2 separate regions of the Triticum aestivum genome follow, and region 2 is linked to region 1. Evidence: chromatin contacts called from public Hi-C data. All regions are on one chromosome and are shown on one strand. The core of a region is the stretch at or near the end of the contact, and the rest is flanking DNA. Distances in the headings are between cores, read along the strand shown.

The links. Hi-C and Micro-C count contacts between places; a contact is called where the count stands out from the background.
Region 2: a Hi-C map of leaf shows a contact between it and region 1, with 2.6 times the contacts expected there. The contact joins the promoter of LOC123188184 here to the promoter of LOC123188182 in region 1. A contact is called at or near these places in 2 of 5 Hi-C or Micro-C datasets (both in leaf).

What each region holds. Positions count from the first base shown.
Region 1 is chr2A:170,795,798-170,800,022 of IWGSC CS RefSeq v2.1, forward strand. It overlaps LOC123188182 (pentatricopeptide repeat-containing protein At5g66520), which reads right to left and starts at 1,647. Exons shown (of 2, transcript XM_044600220.1): 1 at 1-1,647. The coding sequence starts at 1,532. LOC123188183 (protein BRICK1) reads left to right here and starts at 1,668. Exons shown (of 2, transcript XM_044600221.1): 1 at 1,668-1,882; 2 at 3,105-3,468. The coding sequence starts at 1,741. The coding sequence ends at 3,229.
Region 2 is chr2A:171,163,085-171,167,111 of IWGSC CS RefSeq v2.1, forward strand. It overlaps LOC123188184 (phenylalanine ammonia-lyase-like), which reads left to right and starts at 2,322. Exons shown (of 1, transcript XM_044600222.1): 1 at 2,322-4,027. The coding sequence starts at 2,519.

The sequences.
Region 1 (4,225 bases), core at 397-2,896:
AAGTTGGATAGCTCCTCGAGGTGACGGTAGTCATGGCCAAGCAGCCTGAGCTGCTGATCGAGCCCTCTGACGACGGTGTTGATGCACGGATCAAGGAAGCGGTCGCCAGCAACAAACTCGCAAGCGACGCCATCGACCTCGACCATGCTGCAGCCGGGCACTTTGGCCACCTTCTTCTCCTCCATCACCGACCGGATCCTTACCACGTCCTCCCACTTGCTGGAGCAGGCGTACATGTTGGACAGCTGCACGTGCACGCCGCTGTGGTCGAGCCCAAGTTCCGCTAGCCACTCCACAACCTGCTTTCCGAGCTTCACGCCGTCACCACCGTGCACCCGGCATGCATTGAGCAGCGCACCTAGCACGTATGAGTCGGGCCGCATCGGCATTGCCCGCACCACAGCCGCGGCCTCCGCAAGCATCCCGGCACGGCCGAGCACGTCGACCAGGCTCCCATAGTGCTCCACGCCGGGCTCGATGCCGTGGACGGCAGACATGCTCTGGAAGATCTCCCTAGCGACGCTGACAAGCCCGCCGCCGGCACGGGCACAAGTGCAGAGGACGCAGATGAAGGTGACCTCGTTGGGGCGCACCCCCTGGTCCTGCATCTGGCCGAACAGCTCAACGGCCTCCTGGCAGTGACCGTGGTCCGAGAGCCCCGAGATCATGGCCGTGTAAGCAAACACGTCGCGCTCGGGCTCCGGCATGGCTGCGAACACCTGCCTTGCCGAGTCTAGGTTCCCGCACTTAGCATACATGTCCACCAGCGCAGTAGCCACCCCCGCATCCATCCTACCGGTGGTAGCGGTGATGAGAGCGTGCACCCACCGGCCCTGCTCCAGCGCCCCGAGCCCACCGCATGCAGCCAGTGCGCCAACGATAGCCGCCCTGTTGGGCCGGATACGAGCACTGAGCATCATGTCGAACACCTCGAGCGCATCCACGAAGCCGCCTGCCCCGACGTGGGCGCTGAGCATGGCGCTCCAGGCGATGGGCGTCTTGTGCGGCATTCCATCGAACAGGGAGCGTGCGTCGTCCATGTGCCCGGCCCTGGCGTAGGCCGTGAGAAGCGAGGTCCAGGAGCAGACGTCGTCCGTACGGGCGAGGACGGCAGTGTCGAAGACGCGGCGCGCGGCGTCTAGGAAGCCGCGGGAGGCGTAGGCGTGGATGAAGCCGTTGGAGACGTAAGCGTGCGCGTCCCAGCCGAGCGTCACGGCGAGCGCGTGCAACGCGCAGATGAGCTGCGTGTGGGCCGAGGAGGTGAACGACGGCGAGGGAATGGGGATGGCTGTGGCGATAGAGGCGGTGAGGAGGAAGGAGAAGGTGTAGTTGTTGGGGAGGAATGCGGGGAGGATGCGGCGGAGGCGGGGGAAGAGGGCGAGGGCGCGGAGAGGGGCGTCCGGGAGGAGGCCGCGGAGGAGGATGTTTGGGAGGTAGCGGTCGCCGAGGAGGGAGGAGGTGAGGAGGTGGCCGTGGAGCTGCCGGAGCTGCGCCGCCGTGAGCGACGGGTGGGACAGCAGCCGCAGCGCCATGGCTGCGACCGAATGATACGTGGGCCTGGGCCCTTATAGGAGAGGATGTGGAAGTAGATTGCCGGCCGGCCCACGGACCCAGCCCAACCGAAGCGTAGAGTGGAAGGTAAGTAACCATGGACAGAAGCGACTTCTTCTCCATTAGTGGGTGGGGAGGGGAGCCAATTGCCGAGCGTCCTGCGAGCGGGAGGAAGACGAAGGAGAAGCAATGGCTCGCGCGGGGCAAGGGGGCGGGATGGGGAGCGCGGTGAACGTGGGGATCGCGGTGCAGGCAGACTGGGAGAACCGCGAGTTCATCTCCAACATCTCCCTCAACGTCCGCCGCCTCTTCGACTTCCTCCTCCGATTCGGTGCGCCCCCCAGATCCCCATTTCCCTCCCTGCATCTCCTTCCTCCTCCCCCACCCGTCTGCTCGCTTGCTTGCCTCATTCGATTGGATTGGATCGAATCTTAGCCCCTACCGCTTCCACCCGCCTCTAGGTGTGATTTATTCCACGCATGGGTGAATTAGAATCTTGCTACCTACCTGCTCGCGCCCAGGACAAGATCTTCCTCATGGATGATATGCCCTGCTGCATCCGCCTCCATGACTGCACAGGCCCGTATTTGCCATAGCCGACTTCCTCACGCATGTTGCCGATGAGGTTGGTTCAGTCAGCCTTGAATTGCCCGTTACTGCAACGGTGCTTTGCCCCTTCTAACTAATAATCACCAGAAATGCTAGTTTCTGTGACTTTACTGCTGACCATGTAGAAATTCTCTTGACTAAAAAGAAAAATACTACAGTGGAACCATTGCTAGAAATAGGGAATGCCATCAACAAAGTTCTGCTGTAGTATGTGCTACATCCTTTATCTCTTCTTGGCACACGCGTCGATAATGTATTTTTAGGGATGTGTTTGCAGCAAACCTGGGAGATGCCGGACGGTTGTGCTTCCAGTCTCAAGAAAAAAAATGCATTATGTGATTTTGCTGTTGACCAAGTAGCAACTCTCTTGCCTCACAAAATAGACAATGGAACCATCGCCGGAAACAGCGAACAGCATCAACACAGAGGTGTAACTAGTTCGCCCCTTAGCTGTGGGTAATGGGAAACCGATTTCAACTAGTTCTGCACAGTTATATCATGTAACTAGAATGTGACTGGTTTTGCGTGGTATGCTATTACTGCCCCGGAATGTTGATTGGGCTCTCAAACTTGTGGGAAGAACAGAGTTAGTAGTAGGTTGGATACGTTTGAACTGTGATAGCAAATCAACAACCATGCGTGTCTGTTTATTTGTTGCTTTCTTATTCATCCTCGGCATTGTTTTTTGGCGGTTAAAGCAGGAGTGTGCCAATTTCGTTAAGATATAGAAAAAGAAAACACATAGTGACCCGGTTTATAAGGGAAACTGGGCTGAAACCCCCAATGCCTGACTCTGAGCGAAAACCAATAAACAAAAGGAAAACCTAGAAAACAGAAAAAAAAACACTCAAGTTTGGGGATGTGGACTACAAGTACGCAAAAGCAAAAGGAAGGCACGGGCAGATAATTCAGGACCTTGCTAATCTGATGCGTTCATTTTGCAGAGGCCACGACGAAGAGCAAGCTGGCCTCACTGAACGAGAAACTAGACAGCCTGGAGCGGAAGCTGGAGGTGCTGGAGGTCCAAGTGAGCAGCGCCACCACCAACCCCTCCGTTTTCAACAACTAGCTAGGCCTAATTATCTAGAAAAAGTGCTAGCACGCGGAGTTGCAGCTGCAGAGCTTACTGACGTTTCAGAGGAGCATTCTGGCTTTGTGTTTGTGTTTCCTGTGTGTGTGCAGTCAATCAGTCTATGTGTATGTATGTTTGTACGTGTCATGTACTACAATTAATTGATTGAGATGTTGATTACATATCTTTCTATATGTTTTATTACGCACAGTTAATAAAAGAAGTCCCCCTGATTACCAACGCTTGCTGGTGACATGTAACATCCCAATTTTCAAATTTTGGATGTTAACATGCCATTCATTTGAATGTTAACATGTCATTCATATACATCGCATATATGCATCATTTGGAGTTCATTGGAATAATGTTTTAGGGAATTATTTAAATGCTCATATTAACTCCTATTGCATAAAATGAATTTACAAAATTGCGTTTTAGTTGGAGTTATTTTTCCTCTGCTCAATATTAACTATTGGGAGGCATCTCATGAGTTGAAGGAGAGGGCTATTAGGAGTGCCCTTGAGAGGAAGAAGGTGATGCAAACAAAATGTGGACGGAGATGGTGACTTGCACTCGTAAGGTGGCTATCAAGGAGAAGAAAGGTTGTTCGTAAGCTGGCTTCAGAGGAGTTTGGGGTGACCAAGTGAAGTAGAAGCGAAGCTAAAGATATCTGGTGGTGGAACGATGATGCTTAGAAGGCTATCAGGGAGAGAAAAAGATTGTTTCAGATGCCTACATCTGGATAGGAGTGTAGACAACATAGAGAAGTACAATGTGACAAAGAAGACTGCAAAGCGAGCTGTGAGTGAAGCAAGGAGTCAGACATATGAGAACCTCTATCAGCGTTTAAACATGAAGTAAAGCGAAAAGGGCATTTATAAGATGGCCAAGATCGAAGAGAGGAAGATGAGGGATGTCAACCAAGTCAAATGCATAAAAAACAGAGCAGATAAGCTTCTGGTGAAAACGAGAAGATCAAACATAGATCGCAAG
Region 2 (4,027 bases), core at 1,072-3,571, 370 kb after region 1:
CGAAAATCGGATTAGAAATCGCGATCAGAAATAATCGCGGAAAATCCGAGAAAAAGAAAAATGACGAACAGATTAACGAACGAACGTTCGTTTTCTGGAACTAAACGGTGAATGCGTCCGTTAAAACGAACGAACGAGCGAACGCTCGCTAAATAAGCTAAACCGAAAAAAACGAACCAGATCTAATAAAAAAACCGAACGGAAAACCGGGCGGTTTTCTCGAGGAAACCGGCGGCGGCGGCGGTGGTCAACCTCGGCGGCGGCGGGACGGCTCCGGGGCGGCGGGGCGGCGTCGGCAGCGGCGGCGGCGACGGAGGGCTAGGGTTAGGGTTTAGGTGCGGCGCGGCTCGGTGGGCTGACGGGCTCGGGGCGGCGCCTTATAAAGGCCCGGCCGGACGGAGTCCTGGCCGAACACGGCCCAAAGTCGGTTCGCGTTTTTTTAATTACGCGCAGAAAAACAAATAAAAGAAATACTAAAGTGACTCCAAAAATCCCAAAATAAATTTTCCCCGACTTCTAAAATCAAGCCGGACAAGATGAACATTTATTTGGGGCCTAAATGCAATTTTGAAAAACGCGCATTTTTCCTAAATTTAAATAAAATAGCAATAACTCCAAAATAAAATCTTATTTGATTTTAATATTAAATCCTCAATATTTATTTATTTTGGGAAAGTCATTTTATTCCCTCTCTCATATTTTTATAATAGAAATAATTGAAGATAAAATAATTAAAATCAAATGATCGTATTTTCAAAATTTGAGAAAACTCAAATATGAAAATAACGAAATCCCCAACTCTCTCCGAGAGTCCTTGAGTTGCGTAGAATTTCTAGGATCAAACCAAAAGCAAATAAAATATGACATGCAGTGATCATCTAATATATAATATTCCAAATTGAAAATTTGAGATGTTACAACAGGGGAATCTCATTCTTTGATGAAGTGATGTTACTATGTCAATCTTTCCCCATATTGCCTTAGATATCATCATCATGGAATGTTGGACTGTTTGGATGCAAAGAAATCAAAACATTTTTAAAGACGAATTAACAGGAACTCTGTCTTGGTAGCATATACTCAAACAAGATCTTGTGTTGGTTAAGCACACGTCAAAGGCAAAGAATGAAGATTGTCTCAGTTGGTGGATTGGGTCACTGATTTGGTTAACTTTTGTTTCTAATTTATATTTCTCATGTTAGAGAAAGCTGGAGTGGATAGCTGTAGAATAATTTGTGCATGTATATTTGTTCATAACTTTATAATTTTATTCAAGAATATACCATAGAACTATTGTTCTACGGTTTCGGGTTCAAAAAATGAAACCGTTATTCCACAGCCATCCCCAAAAGAACTGACCCTAAAAAGAGCGAGTTGCGGAGATCCGACAAATCTCACCCGTTCAAACACATATATCCAATTGTCTATGTTGCTCTGATGTTTAGTGCTAAATATGTTTAGTGTGTAATATCATACCTAATATCAACTTTAGTGCTAACCACATAATTATATCCTACTACTTAATACTATCCACATGCAATCAATGTATTTCCTAATATTAACGTGCAATGCAATTAATATGTTTTATACTGGAGTAATATAATGTGATAATTACATTCTACTCTACCTAATATCATTGTGCAATCAATGTCTTTCCTAATATTGGTGTGCAATGAAATTAATATTGTCTAATATATTTTTTCGAAACTGAATATCGTTTCCAACATAAGTGTATTACATGTACACGATTACTAGTAAGGTTCATAGCGATCATGTGTAGCCTAGCCACCCAGACAAAGTACTTCTAATAGCGCAACCCACAAACATAGTACTGTACATACGCATACACGACGCTTAATTTTGAACGCCGAAGCAATGGTGGCACGCATAAGTCAGACCTCCGCTACACTAGCGTACGTACATGCATTTGTAAAGAAACAGTCTCACTCTCACCTAATCATACAAGAATTGGACTTGGACACATCCAATAACTGAAAAAAAGACCACATGAAACATGTGGTAAGCAATCCAAACAATTCAAAAAAAAAACTGAAAAAAAAAGACAAAACAGGGCCGCCTAATGGTTAACTAGCAACTGGAAAATGGCGTCGACTCGTGCGTTCTCCTTTATCCCATTGTCGCAGCAGCTGCCTTTCTTCGTCTTCTTCCTGGTCCACGCGCACGAGGCCACCAACCCCACCTTCGTGCTCACCCGCGGCCAAGTCCAGCGGTCAACACTACCATCCCGGCCACAGTCCACACCAATCCCCAGTTCCCCACCCACCCTGGTTGCTCTACCTATTTAATCCCTTCCCTCTCCTCCGTTTCCATCCAAGAAGAGCATCCCCGACCTCCCCTACTCCATCCAGCTCCTCTCTCTCACGGCCGCTCCAAAGAATCGCCACATAGAAAATCCAGCTGTTTCGGTAAAGATAACCAGCCTCTAATCTCTACTCGAGCTCTTTTCTCCCACAAATCTGCTCCATCGAGACTTCAAGATCCATTGTTGATCAAACCAATGGCGGCCAACGGCAACCACGGTTTGTGCGTGGCCGAGCCGCGGAGTGCTGACCCTCTCAACTGGGGGAAAGCCGCGGAGGCGCTGTCGGGGAGCCATCTGGACGCCGTGAAGCGGATGGTGGAGGAGTACCGCAGGCCGGTGGTGGTTATGGAGGGCGCAAGCTTGACCATCGCCCAGGTCGCGGCGGTGGCCGCCGCCGACGGGGCCAGGGTGGAGCTCGACGAGTCCGCCCGCGGCCGCGTCAAGGAGAGCAGCGACTGGGTCATGACCAGCATGGCCAACGGCACCGACAGCTACGGCGTCACCACCGGCTTCGGCGCCACCTCCCATCGGAGGACCAAGGAGGGCGGCGCTCTGCAGAGGGAGCTCATCCGGTTCCTTAACGCCGGTGCGTTCGGCACCGGCAGCGACGGCCACGTGCTGCCCGCGGCCACCACGCGCGCGGCGATGCTTGTCCGCGTCAACACACTGCTCCAAGGCTACTCCGGCATCCGCTTCGAGATCCTCGAGACCATCGCCACGCTGCTCAATGCAAACGTGACACCGTGCCTGCCGCTCCGGGGCACCATCACCGCTTCCGGCGATCTCGTCCCGCTCTCCTACATCGCGGGACTTGTCACCGGCCGCCCGAATGCCGTGGCCGTGGCTCCTGATGGCACCAAGGTTAATGCCGCCGAGGCATTTAAGATTGCGGGCATCCAGCACGGCTTCTTTGAGCTGCAACCCAAGGAAGGCCTTGCTATGGTTAATGGCACGGCGGTGGGCTCCGGGCTCGCGTCCATAGTTCTCTTTGAAGCGAATGTTCTTGGTGTGCTTGCCGAAGTTTTGTCGGCGGTGTTCTGCGAAGTGATGAACGGCAAGCCAGAGTACACTGACCACCTGACACACAAGTTGAAGCACCATCCTGGACAGATCGAGGCCGCGGCCATCATGGAGCACATCCTGGAGGGCAGCTCATACATGATGCTCGCGAAGAAGCTTGGTGAGCTCGACCCATTGATGAAGCCAAAGCAAGACAGATATGCTCTCCGCACATCGCCACAATGGCTTGGGCCACAAATTGAGGTCATCCGTGCAGCGACGAAGTCAATCGAGCGCGAGATCAACTCTGTCAATGACAACCCACTCATTGACGTATCTCGTGGAAAGGCAATCCACGGTGGAAACTTCCAGGGCACGCCCATTGGTGTGTCCATGGACAACACGAGGCTTGCCATTGCTGCGATTGGCAAGCTCATGTTTGCCCAGTTCTCGGAGCTAGTAAACGACTTCTACAACAATGGCTTGCCCTCCAACCTCTCTGGTGGCCGCAACCCAAGTCTTGACTATGGCTTCAAGGGTGCCGAGATCGCAATGGCATCATACTGCTCGGAGCTCCAATTCTTGGGCAACCCTGTGACCAACCATGTCCAAAGTGCAGAGCAGCACAATCAAGACGTGAACTCCCTCGGATTAATCTCAGCTCGTAAGACTGCCGAGGCCATCGACATTCTGAAGCTCATGTCC